2 separate regions of the Oryzias latipes genome follow, and region 1 is linked to region 2. A link is a contact called in public Hi-C data. All regions are on one chromosome and are shown on one strand. Each heading gives the region's core, a stretch centred on a gene start, on an enhancer-like site or on the middle of the called end of the contact. The rest is flanking DNA. Distances are from core to core; before and after follow the strand shown. Region 1 holds the start of synpr (synaptoporin). Region 2 holds the start of prickle2 (prickle-like protein 2).

What was found. Hi-C and Micro-C count contacts between places; a contact is called where the count stands out from the background.
Region 1: a Hi-C map of embryo shows a contact between it and region 2, with 2.4 times the contacts expected there. The contact joins the promoter of synpr here to the promoter of prickle2 in region 2. A contact is called at or near these places in 3 of 5 Hi-C or Micro-C datasets (embryo, fibroblasts and gastrula embryo).

What each region holds. Positions count from the first base shown.
Region 1 is chr5:16,764,147-16,771,186 of ASM223467v1, reverse strand. synpr (synaptoporin) reads left to right here and starts at 4,773. Exons shown (of 6, transcript XM_004068858.4): 1 at 4,773-4,963; 2 at 5,100-5,165. The coding sequence starts at 4,946.
Region 2 is chr5:16,538,760-16,545,695 of ASM223467v1, reverse strand. prickle2 (prickle-like protein 2) reads right to left here and starts at 4,489. Exons shown (of 9, transcript XM_011475082.3): 1 at 4,250-4,489; 2 at 3,687-3,772. The coding sequence starts at 4,291.

The sequences.
Region 1 (7,040 bases), core at 3,524-6,023, 230 kb before region 2:
CCAAACCATGATGTTTCCACCCCCATGCTTCACAGTGTTCTTGAGATGCAACTCAGCATCCTTGTATTGCCAAACACAGCATGTGGCTATTAAACTAAATCTTGGTCTCATCCGACCACATGTCATTCTACCAATCCTCCTCTGGATCATCCAGATGTTCTCTGACAAGGTTTGGACACACTTGGACATGTGTTGGCTTAAGTACGGTGACCTTTGGAGCACTGCAGAATTTGAATCCATGACAACTTAGTGTTTTACTAGTAACCTTTGTAACTGTGGTCCCAGCTCTTTGACCAGTTCCCCCATGAAGTTCTGGACTGTTTCTTCACTTTCCTCAACATCATTTGAACCCCATGAGGTGAGAACTTGCATGGAGCCCTCAGGTAGTCAGTGATATCAGATTTTCTTTTGTTGTCATATTCCTGCTCCAACAGCTGATCAATTCTCATTATCTTGCTTATTGTCGAGTGGTTCATCCCAGTCTTGTGCAGGTGTACTACCTTGTCCCTGGAGTCCTTGGACAGCTCTTTGGTCTTAGCAATGTTGGAGAGGTTGATTTGATTTGATTTGATATATTGATTTATTTCAAGCATTTTAGTCAAAGTAATAAAGAATTTACACAGATTTGTTTAACTCATTACAGTCTGACTGTTAAAGGTAGTGGACATGTGTCTGTTATATATTACGAGTTCAAACAGGTGCCATTAACACACATAAAGAGTGGAGGATAAAATGTCTTCTTAAAGAAGTAACATATCTGTGAAGGACAGAAGTTTTGCTTGTTAGTACGTAGATTCTGCAACATTATGCATTTTTAAATAATTTATTGTAATTTCATGATTTTTTTATACATTCTGTCTTTCACAGTTGAAGTGTATCTATGATGAACATTACAGACCTCACATCTTTTTACTGGAACAACTTGCCGAACAGTTGAACGCCAAATAACTTTTGCCCCATGCAAAGGCTGTTGATGACTTTTTAACATCCCTTATGGCTTTTATGTCTTCAAATGACTGGCCCCCTTTTCAAATATTAGCATTGTTTTTAGTCCCTTTTTAATTCAGACAATTATTCAACACAGGAACCTCTTGGGACTTGGTTATTGCAGTTGAGACTCCTGCAGCGCTGATGATGTGCACAGGATCTGGCAGAGGTTCCTGTTGAGCTATAATTGCTGTGGAGCAGAGGCTTGTTGGTGCTGGATGAGATGGATAAGAGGTTGACCTAGACTTTATGCTAGAATTCCTCAGTGTGTCACAATATAAAAGAGGCTTAAGAAGAGCAGGAGAACAAATGACTGTTCCTACTGTTGCTGTGCCGTAATCTCGGTGATGTGTTTCTCACTGTCTTCTTTTTTTGTAGCTGATTAAATGCATCCATTTAGATGAATGTAGTTTTCCTTAAAATTCAAAGACATTGTTTTTGCATAGAAGCTTTCAACTGAGGAAATTATCAACGGGTTGTTAATATGTCAAATGATGATAAATTCCAGTGTATGACAACTGCAGCCTGCATCTCATTCACTGTCTATTTTCTGCCTCAATTCTTTTCTATCTGGTTCTATCTCACTCGGAGATAAACACACACACACACAAAGCCTGGCCTTTAGCTACTGTACCCAGGTGCATTTTGTGTCTAGGTCTGCACTGCACTTCGTTTCCTAGGATCCGATTCGACACCTGTCAGCATCCTTGACAGGTGATCCGCCCTCAAGCAAGGAAATCTGGATGTTCCAACAGATACAGTTAAGCCTAACACCAAAGACAGAACGTTGTTATTCATTCAAATCGATGTTCTTGTTTCTTGTTGCACCAGTTACATTCCTGTAAACTTGTTGCGAGCAGCGTGGAACAACATACAAATTGAGATTTGATTGGCTGCATTTGGGTCCCCTCAGGTAATTTCAGTTTATTTGCTGGATATCAGCAAATTCAAAGACATGGCAGGAGCTCCTCATCACACACGCTTGGAGAATAGAGTTTTTAAATAAAAAGTCATCAATAACAATGAAAAGTCATAAGGGAGTATAAACTATGAAAAGAAATGTATCTTCCTTTTTGTCAAATAAGCCACTTATTACAAATCTGTAGCCCACATTTGTATGCTAATTAAAGTCCTGCATGGTGGAATGATCATCCTATATTTTTTCATAAATAAACAAAATAGAGCAGCGCAAAATGTTTTTTAATGACCAAGATGCCAGACTTTTGAAACCACACATCTAAATCATCCAGCTGAAAATGTAAGAAAAACGTAAATAAAATTAAGGTTCACGACTAAATAAGAAAAATAAATTAAACATTGTTTAACATAAGGATTATTTATGCATTGGAAAAAGTTTTGTATGGATCGCTGTTGCAGAATGCACCCTCATCTTTGACCCTTCTGTTTTAGAATTCTATCATATGCTTTTAGTGAGTTTAGGCTCAACGAAAGAATGGTCCATTGAGTTGCAATTTATTTTCTTTGAGAACAAATATATTGTTTCATTTTCGATAAGAGGCTGAGGCTGTTTACAAGAAGTGCATGAGTAGACTTCAGTGTTTGCAGCAGGAGGCTCCACATGTTTTACCAGTCCGTCTACCAGCAAAGGATGCCAGCAGACTGGATAAACTCATTAAAAAGGCAGGGTCTGTTATCTTGCCAATCTGAATGAGGTGGTGTGGGACAGACTGCTGGCTACACTGCGGACGATCATTGACAATCCCTCCCATCCTCTCTACTAAGTGGTGGACAAACTGAGATGCAGCTTTAGCAGTAGACTCATTCACCCCCGCTGTGCTAAGGAACGGTACAGGAAGTCATTCCTATCATCAGCCATTAGACTCTACAAATAACTGGTAGCCATGTGTGTACATGTATACAAGAGTTTTTCTTCCCTGTAAATTTTATGGTGCTGCTACTACAACTGAATTTCCCTACGGGGATTAATAAAGTTGATCTTAATCTTAGTTATAGTTTAGATCCATCATCACTAAACCCATTTGTTAAATGAATGAATTTGAAAATGGATTTTAGTTTAAACCTAATCCAAGCATTCAATATGGTTGTTAAAGCTCCATTTTCAACAACTTGTTGTTCACTTCTTTTGTACTGTGATAAGCTGGGAAAAAAGGAACTGAAGGGGTGGAGCCAACAAATGATTACAATCCTGTGAGAGAAAAACAACACAATTTTACATATCTTTATTTTTGATTAAAATTAAACAAAAAAGTATTTATGAAAAAAGCCAAAACAAAGAGAAAAAATGTTTTCCTTCAGTTTCTATATATTGCATTTCATAACACAAATCTTAATGTTTTGTATCAAGATTATTATCACTAATCAGATTTTCCTATTTTAAAATTAGAAAGTTTTCACTGAGTGCTTGTTTTTCCACTGTTAGTTTAAAGATTTGTAATGACACCAAAAGCTATGACAGGGCACAGAAAACCTCAATATTTTGTGTTAGTTATTTCAAACTGCATCTCCGTTTTCTGACTGTGCAGTCAGATGTAATGGCAACTCTACATGAAAGTCTGTGGGCAAGCCTCAGAGCATTATCCAAAAAAGATCCTAAACCAAGGGGATGAAGTGCACATGAGAGACCTTATTTCTCATGCCCAAATCAATTTGATTTCCTGTGGTGAAAATATGGTCCAATCAGATGCAATGATTCCTTCATTCCTAGGACAGAGCCCTTAAGGCAGGAGTGGGGGTAGTGAGGTTTTAAGAAGGAGGGGGCTGGAGAAATGTAGTAAAATTAGCCAGGCTGTCAGGGCAGTTTGCAGTTGGCTTTATAGGACATGTCGCCAGTGAAGCAGACTCAGAAAACCCCTCCTAACTCATGCCTGATGTAAGACCCAGGCTTTCTTGCCTTTCACCATGGCTTGTTAGATGAAGAACTGCTGCAGCTCGTTGTGGACCTGGACACAGATGGCATTTAGACAGCCAAGGATCATCACACAAAGTGACCTGTTTGTGTGTCTCTGTAAGTGTGTGGGTATGAACTTGTGAGAGCGACCATGCATGAATGATGCTTCGGTCTGTTTCTGGTTGTTGCAGATTGTACAGTTTTAGTGAGTCATGTTTCCACTTGGAAAATAATGTGATTTTATGAAGTAGGTCTGCTGATTCTGACCAATTTCTACAACATATGCAAGGAAACAAGTGGACCACCACCAGAAGAAACCTCTTCAAAATACTGCCTTAGCAAAAATAAAGACAAGAAGTATGAAAGCGATTCAAAAATGCAGCTTCATTTTGAAAATGAAAAAGCACTTACTGTTTTGACTTTGCTTTTTATTTATGCTACAGAATCGCTTCCATAAAGAAGACTCAATATTAGACACGAAGAAAATATATTTTATTTTTATTATTTCATATTTTTGATTAACCCTGTTAGTGTTGTTGTTATTATCATCATTAAAAGCTGTGTCAAAGCAAATCAGTGAACCAGAGGTTTCCATAGCAACCTGGAACTGATTACAGGAAGCTTTTATCATGTCCTTTTGAATGTTTATCCGTGGCTTTCATAATTACGTTTTTTTTAAAAAGGGGTTTACAGTTGCATTAAAATGTCATATAAACGAACCAATCTATGCATTATCCAATAGCCATGAACAAAGCATTATTTTAATGGATCCACGATGTGGGGGGAAAAAAAGCAGAATAAAAAGCTTCTTCTGGTTTAGGCTACACAATAAATGTTTTCAAAAGTAATTAAAAAAAATAAAGCAGGCGCTAATGACTTCCCACAATTTTTCTAGATGTGAGCTCGTGCCCGTCACCATGGCAATCCATCATATCCAAGCACGCTCGTGTTTTTCCGGACGCAGTCGGCGCCAGAGGAGAAAGTGTTTACTCGCGACAGACACATCAGTCGGGTCTCCTGCCTTCGGTTTGAGCTTGTCCACATCCATTTACACGGAAAACAGAACAATAATAGTGCCTGGCTGCTGTCATGGACACCGCTAACCAGGTGAACGAAGAAAAAGAACGTCTTAAACGATTTTTTTTTTCTTACACGATGCGCTTTGAGGCTCAATTGATAAACGTGTCATTATTGGCAGCTGCTCGATTTGTTTAATTTAATGCTCCTCTTTGTCTGCTCGCAGCTCGCATCTGTGGGGACGTTTCAGGTGCTCAAGCTGCCTCTGGCATTTATCCGTGTTTTGGAATGGGTGAGTTGGAACTAAACTCGCGTGTGTTAACTTATTTATTTGTGTTTTTGTTCGCTATACATAATGATATAGATCAAATATAGGTAGTTTTTATTTTTATTTTTAACACTGAAGCGGATTTGGTTGGCATCAAACTGCTGCATTGATTTATGGTAGAAATGTGCATGTTGAGGGTTTTTTTTAACACTCTGGTATGGCACTCACATAAAAATCATAAGATTTAATGCAAGAATTGATAAATCTGTGATTTGGAAAATAATTGAATAATCTACAAAAATAAAATAGAAAAAAGTTACAAATAAGTCATTTAAAAAAATCCAATAATAATAATAATTGGGTACTTTTGACTGAATCAAAGCTTTACTTCATCTTTCTGTCTGGTGTGGGTAGCAGCCTCGTGTGTTTTTTCCATTGCAGAAAAGCCTGGAGCCAGAAAAAATAGCTGAATTTCTTTGATGTGAGTTTAGAGAAAATACTGTAGCCATGAGGGCATTCAGCTTTTGCTTAGATGGTTTGTGTTTCTCCCAGTGAATCCCATCAATTTAAAATAAAATGTAAAGAAAATCCAATGGGTGAAAACCTGAAATTCTTGGGTTTTTGTCTGAGACAAAGCAGTTAAGTGTGAAAACACACGAGAGGATTTCCAAGAAAGGTTTCCGCTTTGGAAAGTGTGTGTGCGAGTGTGTGTGCCAGAATTATTAGGATTTTTGTGGAACAGAAAACACTATCATATAGCACACTAGTGTACTTTCTTTCTGTGTATGTGTACAGTAGGGGTTGATTATGTGAGCATCGCTCCATTTTAGCCCATACGTTTTTACAGTAGTGTACATTCCTGCCACTGCTAAAGTGACCTTCTGCTGGCAGTACCTTATGTCTCACTCCACTCATCTTTTGATTTGTTGTTTCCACAGTGGTCTTTTATTTATGATTATGCCATTTTTAGCCAAAATGTAAAAAAAAAAAAAGAAATTCTGGGACATTTTTCTTCAGAGTGGCAGGAGTTCATTAGAAATTCACCTCTGAGTTGTGATCAGGACTCTAAGCGGGGAGTAAACCTGTAATCATTTCCCATCATCCCCTTTGTTAACACTGTCTCCTGCTAGCTTACAGCCCCTCCCAACCGCAACCAAACAAAGTATTTCATCGTATAGTTTTGGGTCAGATCCCAGTGCAGACGTGGAAAATTAAGACATTATGGATTTATTTGTCTGCAAGTGGATGTTTGTAATGGAGCGGAGTGGAAAGCTTGTGGCCCGCCTCTTGTAGCTTCTACAACAAGCTTTTCAAATAGCGTATAGCAGACAGCTCCTGATTCACAGCGATTTGAATAAAGAAATACTTAAAAAATTAAGACCTAATTTTCTTTTTATATGAAAAATTCCACAAGAACATGTTAAAAACAAATAGAACACAATTTTCATTGGCGTGGTTCTCTAAGAAAATGTTCCCTCCGCTTGTCTGCTTTATCTTGCTTTACAAATTAGTAAAAAAAAGTTGACCAAAATAATGTTATTGTAAACATGCAGTTAGACATACCTATTTTGTGTGTTGACAAAACTATTGTTGGCTTTTAATCTTTATTGAAATGTAACAAAGGTTTTAAGTTTTAGACTAAAGTGTTGTCTACAACATTGCAAGTTGATCTCCAGTCAGTAAATCAATTTTTAAGGCTTTGTTGAAAGATGTCTTCTTCAACCCCTTAAGGTCTGATCCTAGTTTGTGTTGTTTTCTTTTTACCTTAGTAGTACTATCAGTCATTCAGGGTGTGTTTGCTCTAGCATCACTATACCTGCAAATATCTCATTGGGCCTGACAGCCTTACAAAAACTAAAATGAGAAGGTTCAAAAGGTCAAAGTTGAAACCTGGATTTT
Region 2 (6,936 bases), core at 3,240-5,739:
AATGAGAGAATCTCTTTGTGTTGCTATTCAGCAGCTAACTTACTGAGTTACGCATGCACTCCAACAGACTAATTGGATAAAATAATCCTTTTTTTTAATTATTATTATTGTACGTTTTAGATCAGTAAAAGAAACAAACAGCTCCCTCCACCCTTCCAAGGAGCCACAGAGGCTCCAATGTCCTGGATCTTCTCTAGGACTTTTAACATTTGGACTGTTTGGTTTAGTGTTCACACAGAGAAGCTCAAGAACAAATTCTTCGGGGTTATGTTTTGGTAGCCCAGGGTGATCTTAAATACACAACGACACACTGGCTCCTCTTTACACCATGAATGGGAAATGCCTCAACACACTTGGCCAGCTTACAAGAGAAGACTGGTCTGTAGTGCAGGCTGGTTCTCAACACGTGAGGGCTCTTACATATGCAGCATATAAGAGGAGCAGATAAGGTAGACGGACAAAGTCTGCAACAAAAATTCACTTATTTTATGTAAACCTGAATATGAACATTTCAGAGCTAGAGTCTGCTTGCTTTCTATCAGAATAAACAAATATTTCTTAGAAAAAACTAACTAACTTTTGTCTTTACTCAAAAAAGCACAATGTAAACTACTGGCTGTGACAGCACAGTGACTCGTCACATGCAACCTAATATGAAACTGAAACCTGATAGAAAAACCTTCAAACTGCTAGCAGACGAAGGTGACATTATGACCTCACCATTTATTCAACATGTTTAACTTAACAGGAAGTTTATAAAACAATGTTGGTTGTTTTAAAAATGTTTCATATCATTGAATGTTGTAGGTTCCAACCCTGAAAATCTCTTTACATTAAAGAAAAAATAGAAAATTCAGATTTTTTTTAATTTAGATTTTTTTAAACCCTTTGATGAAATCCACACAAAAAATTGCATCATCATTTTTATTAGATATAGATAGTATCAGTTATGATCTGTTATTGAACTGTGATTTGGTAAGTTTTTGCTCACATTAGTTTAAGATGCAAAAATATTGACATGAGTGTCAAGAAAAAAGTAACTTATTTACCCACTGTCTCAAATTTGATCCACACTTTTTGTAACATGGTGTAACTGTATTATAAAAACATAATTATCAACAGTGTTTGCATTATTTTAATACAGCAAGTGGTTATTGAAAAAATAAATAACAATAAGTGAATTATTCTAACCATAAATTTCTTAAAATTAGGTCTCAGAAATGTGTGTGTCAAAATAATAGAACTACCTGGAAAACAGTGAGGTCTGTTTTCAAGTTGTATTATCCATAAAGTAGTCATTGCAGTGCTCTCCAGCTTTGGTCCCCTGTATGTTATAAAACAAAGAGCAGTGGTTGTCACACCATATTAGTCTACTGGAAACAAAACCAGAAACCAAAAATTATCCAAATTACAACAGTTCTTAGTTGTTGGGAACACTAATCATCCCATTAGCAAAATGTGAACTTTACTCATATTTTCTTGTTTTGTTTTTACTAGAAAGGTTGTTGTCGATGATATTGACAAAAGTACCAGGACTGGAAGCCATAGCAACCTCAAAGCCACCAGCAGGAGCAACAATGATGAGCACACAGACAAACCTTGTTGTCTAGGATCGAGAGATAACTACCATTGTAACGTAGCAAACAGGCTCCTGATGAGATATTTTAGGTTAGTATTTAACGTATTGAACTTAAACAACTGTAGTTAGCATAAAGTCAAAACTGTCACATTTTTTATGGATGTAAATGTTTTTAATGATTTCATTGACACACACATATTAAAACCGGTTTGGTTTTTGAGCAGAGGTCTGGGTTTTGAAAGCTACTGTATAAAGTTGATTTTTACACGTTGTCCATCATTCATGTTTAGTCTTTTTGAATGACAATTTTGCTATTCGGCTAAACAAATAATGCAGCAAAACTCTTTAAAAACCAACCATCCATCCTTTCCTTAACCCTCTGAAATCCTTTTGGGGTCACGGGGTCACCAGAGCCTGTCCCAGCTACTGTTAGGAGAAGGCGGGTTACACCTGGACAGGCCGCCAGCCTGTCACAGGGCCACTGTAAAGACTGTACACAACATTAAATTCTATAAACACTTGCCTCACTGTTCTAAGAGTACTTTAGATAAACCAAAACATTTTTTGACTCTTTAGTTTTGAAGAACAACAATTATTTGAGTAAAGCAATATGACAATTGTGTAAAAAGCTGTTGAGGAGTAAAGGGCGAAAATGAAATACTCTAAGAAGGTATCGGAGGAAACGCTGCAAAGCAGAATGTTTGCAAGGGAGAAGGAACCAATAAGCCACATTTCTTCTCTTTTTAAAAAATTAATAAATCCAGTTGTTTTAAAACAAACAGCAAGTTTATTTTTAAGTATCAGCCTATATCTCCATCTTTAATCCTCTCTTTCAAAAAGCCCTACTTATCTATTTAATATATGGAAATTATCAATGGGATCATTGTGTTTCCTTTATTCTAGGTATATTTTAGATTAGACATAGAGAGTGTGCAGCTGCTATTAGTTAACAACAGATAGAGACCATCTGTTATTCTGTTATGTGGCTCTGTCATCTTCTGATCGCAGCCTGCTGCATTACAAAAAAAACTTTAAGATTAGCTGATATTCTCAGAAAACAAAGCTATGCTTAAGTGAAATGCCTAATAAAACCTTTGGAGTGTTCTTTAAGGCTGACCGAGACAACAGAGTGTTTTTTTATTGCGGGACTTGGTAGACAAACATGGTTAAGGCTGCATTCCTGGGCTCACCGTTAACCCGCTAATAGTTTACCTTAGAGCAATGGCAACTGAGAGCATTTATGGGTCCAACCCCCCCCCCCCCCCCCTTCTATTGAGGATACCAGAGGGAGACAAAAAAGCCCTGCTAATCCCAGGTTGCCATGTAAACCTTCAACGGGAAGCTACAGCCCAGTTAATCATTCTTTTTTTCAAGCTATTTCAAACATTTGCTTTATCTTATGAATAAACTAAGAAAAGTGACACCTCACAGAGTTCTTCAAACTATTTAAAATTAAAACTCGAAATTTCTCTCAGACTATTTTTTTGTGTTGCAGCTACGGGAATTCTGTAACAATTTGATTTAGAAGATTTAGACTGTTATTGTCTTCACATCAATAACAGTCGGTAAACATCATGATAACTCTCTGATAAACTATTAGTCAAACTTCTATGTCCTGCAGCACATGTTTGCCTCTCTGTACTGCATTCCCTTTACAGAGTTACACACATTAGTCACACTCTTTCACACTCTAAGCCAAACCACCTGTAGCTCACAGCCAGACCTCATGTCAGACTGTGCCATCTACAGTACTGACAGATCCACATCTCAGCTGTGAGCAAGCTGCACCGGGATGCAGGCATGGAGGTTTGGATGCTGCAGGACTCGACTCCAAAGAGCTGTTACTTGAAAGAACTGAAGGTCAGAACAATGCCTCCTCTCAGTACCACGCACAGATGATTCCACTCAAAGATCCTGCAAGGCGCCTGAAAGGGTTCCTGATGAATGCCCCTTCACTTGAAGAGGAAACCCAAAGAGTTGCTTTATAGCGAGCAAATACTTTGGCACCATTTGCCACCAGCTTGGACAGCTGGACAGCTGGTGAGATGCCAGAGCAGCAAATGAGTATGTGTGGAAAGTTAGTTTAATGTTAGTAATGCTGCTGTACCTCCATCTGTGCAGGGAGAAGCCTGGACACTGATCTCTGCAGGTGATGCAGCGCTGTCCTCTCTCCAACTCCTGTGCAGGGTTCAGCTTGGAATCATAAAAAGGGATGTTGGATAAAGAAAAAGATGCAAATCAGACATAGTTGCTTAAAACTTCCAAGCTTAAGCCTTAGTTCCCTAAGTTTCCATCCCCAAAACCCCTTTCCAGCAGAGACATAGCCAAGAAACGATAGATAGATAGATAGATAGATAGATAGATAGATAGATAGATAGATAGATAGATAGATAGATAGATAGATAGATAGATAGATAGATAGATAGATAGATAGATAGATAGATAGATAGATAGATAGATAGATAGATATAGGCTGACATATATATATAGATATGAATAATGAATACAGATATAGGCTAACCAATATATATTAGCAACCAGCAAAATATCACACATAAAGGGAGAGACGTTGCGTGCATATTTTGGGTACAAACGCGCGTAAAAAAAGAGGAAACGACAACATGATCTATATATTACATAAAGAAATGAAGAGCTTTGACGCCTGCTTACCGATCTGTTGGACTCTATCTTCTTGGAGCCTCGTCTAAACATGACCAACTGAAGCTTGAAAACACGCAGCCGCGCACAGTTTGTGTGCGCCTACAAACGGCTCCAAGGAGGAAAAAGCTGAAGCCGCTGCGCGCTCGTTTCAAGAAAGACAAAAAAAAGTTCTCAGCGATTTTTTTTATTGGATATATTAACTTCTAATTTATATACATGTATTTCATGCAAAAGTGTCAAGTAGAGTCTCTGATCCGGTCCCAATGACTTCCTTCATTAATGATTAAAGCTGCGCCGCTCTGGCATGCAGCTCCACCCTGCATCCTGACAGCCAATAGAACGATGGCTCTTCCATAAAAAGAAAAGACTGACAATATCTCCTTTAGAATACTGCTTTTGACAGGAATGCACCACTTTTGCTCCATTCCACAGTATCTATACGCACAGAGCAATGTTCCTAATTTTCTTTTTGTCCCAAAACAAGATCAACAAAACAAAACAAAACATGACCCCCTGTTGGACTTCAGGTATCATTGAATATTTCCATCCAGGAATGATGATGGAGCTGACCCAGGAAACTTTATCACTCCACATTTCTGTAAATCCAAATGAATAATATCTACACCTTTGGCAAAAATATATATTGCTTTAAGTTTTAAAAAGAGAAATTAAATAAAAAGAGATTCTGTATTTTCCGGTGAAAATTCAGAATCTGATCTGCAGCTAATTTTCAGATAAACAAACCTCTTGTCTGTGACTTCTAGACCTAAAAGATCTCCATGGTGGATTTAGATTAAATCTGAAGTCATTGGTGTGGTGATGAGGATGACATGCAGAAGTGTAAATATGTGGACCAGTTAAGACCTCAGAGCTTAGATAGTTTAATCCTTGTGGGAAAGTCTTTGGGACAAATGAGTTTGAGACTGTAGCTGTAGGACAGAAGCAGATTTTCAAAGAGCAGACACCTCTAACCTGGAGGTTGCTGGGATCTTGCAGGTCCTAAAATGTAAAACCTTGGATATAAATGCTTATTCTGTTATTTTTTCTAAACCCTAAATTAAAGAAAATCTATGAATTCAGTAACAGGGCTGCATGGAGATTAGGACTCTCACAGCACAGCAAGAAGGTCCTGGCTCAAATCCTGGGGTTTCCATGTTCTCCTTAAGGATGCATGGATTTTCTCAGGGCACTCAGTTTCCTTCCACAGTTCAAAATCACGCTTCATAGGATGAATGGCGAACACAGATTGGCTGGAAGTGTGTGAATGAGAAGAATTCAATATTGTCTACAGTTTTTAAAGAGGGGTCCTTCAACAGATTGGCAGCCTGTTCAGGGTGTTTCCCACCTTCACCCCACAGTGGCTGTGTTTGCTCCAGCAACTGGATGGATGGATGGATGATATCCATGATTCCATCCAAAAACATTCCAGCTTTTGCTTTGACTGTTAGTTTTCTAACAATCCCTACATATGCTCCTTTTTTTTTTTTTTTTTTTTTTTTTACATTTTATGGAAATTTGTCCCCTTTGATGCAACTGATAGAGACAGATTTAAGGTCCAAAAACTGTAAAAAAATTGGATGTGTAAAGGTTATAGCAGAACTACGCCAGTCTAATCCTGACAAATGTATTTTCATTAATTGAATTTATGGGGTTTGTGCATTTCTTTTTTAATCTCATCATAAAGAGCAATAATTGTTTTCTTTTATAAAATTGTCTTTCAGGGACAGAAAAGTGGTGATACTAATTATTTCTCATTTAGTCAACAGAATTTAAAGCATAAGAAATTTATGATTGGCTGTGATACATTTAATAGTTTGCTATTTAAATTTTTGATGTTAGAGATAAAATACAACTGTAGATTTCTTTTCAATTTTCCTATTCGTAACCCTTGTGCTATCCTAGGCACTTTAACGTTGGGAGTTGGGTCATCTAGACCCACCAGACAGTGCTCTGAACCTTTTTTCTTCAATGATTTGTGATCTTCACTGGTGTCCATGGATTACATGAAATCTTTCCACCTTTATCATGGTAGGGAGAACACGTCAATGTAAGGGTGGGGTCATCTAAGATAGCACAAAATACATCATATTAGATTCCATAAGAAACTGCTGACACCTGGTGGATAACCTATTACTTTACCCAGTCAGTCCAGATTAGTTCTATAAAACACACCCAGCTAGGCAGGTCAAAGGCCAGACTTCTGCATCGCTGTGAAGTGTAGATAGACAATCACACAATGGGACCCTGAAGACCGTTCTTATAGTCCAAACATTAACTGGACAATCATCTTTTCATGATTTCTCTTTACAGACAGGATTCCAGTGAAGGACGAAATACTGCAAAGCTGATTTATTTGGAGTGAAGAGACACGTGTGGCTCGTGAAAGGCAGTTTATTGCTGCAGTCATGGCCCTGACTGGTCTCAAACATGAATCAGGCTTTTTGCTGTGGCAGCACTCAACTCTGCTTATACATTTGATGCAAATACACGGGATACATAAATAAATGTGTGCGTAAGACATGCTGCCAGCTGCTTCATTTCAGAAAAAACACTGAATGGTAGTCATTCATGGGCGAGACTTCTGTACATTCACAAGGTAAAATAAATATTTGCACATACAATATATAGAATTATAGAAAGACTTTTGAAATTGTTAAATGCTTCGATAAATGTATCATGATAAACACGTGACAGGT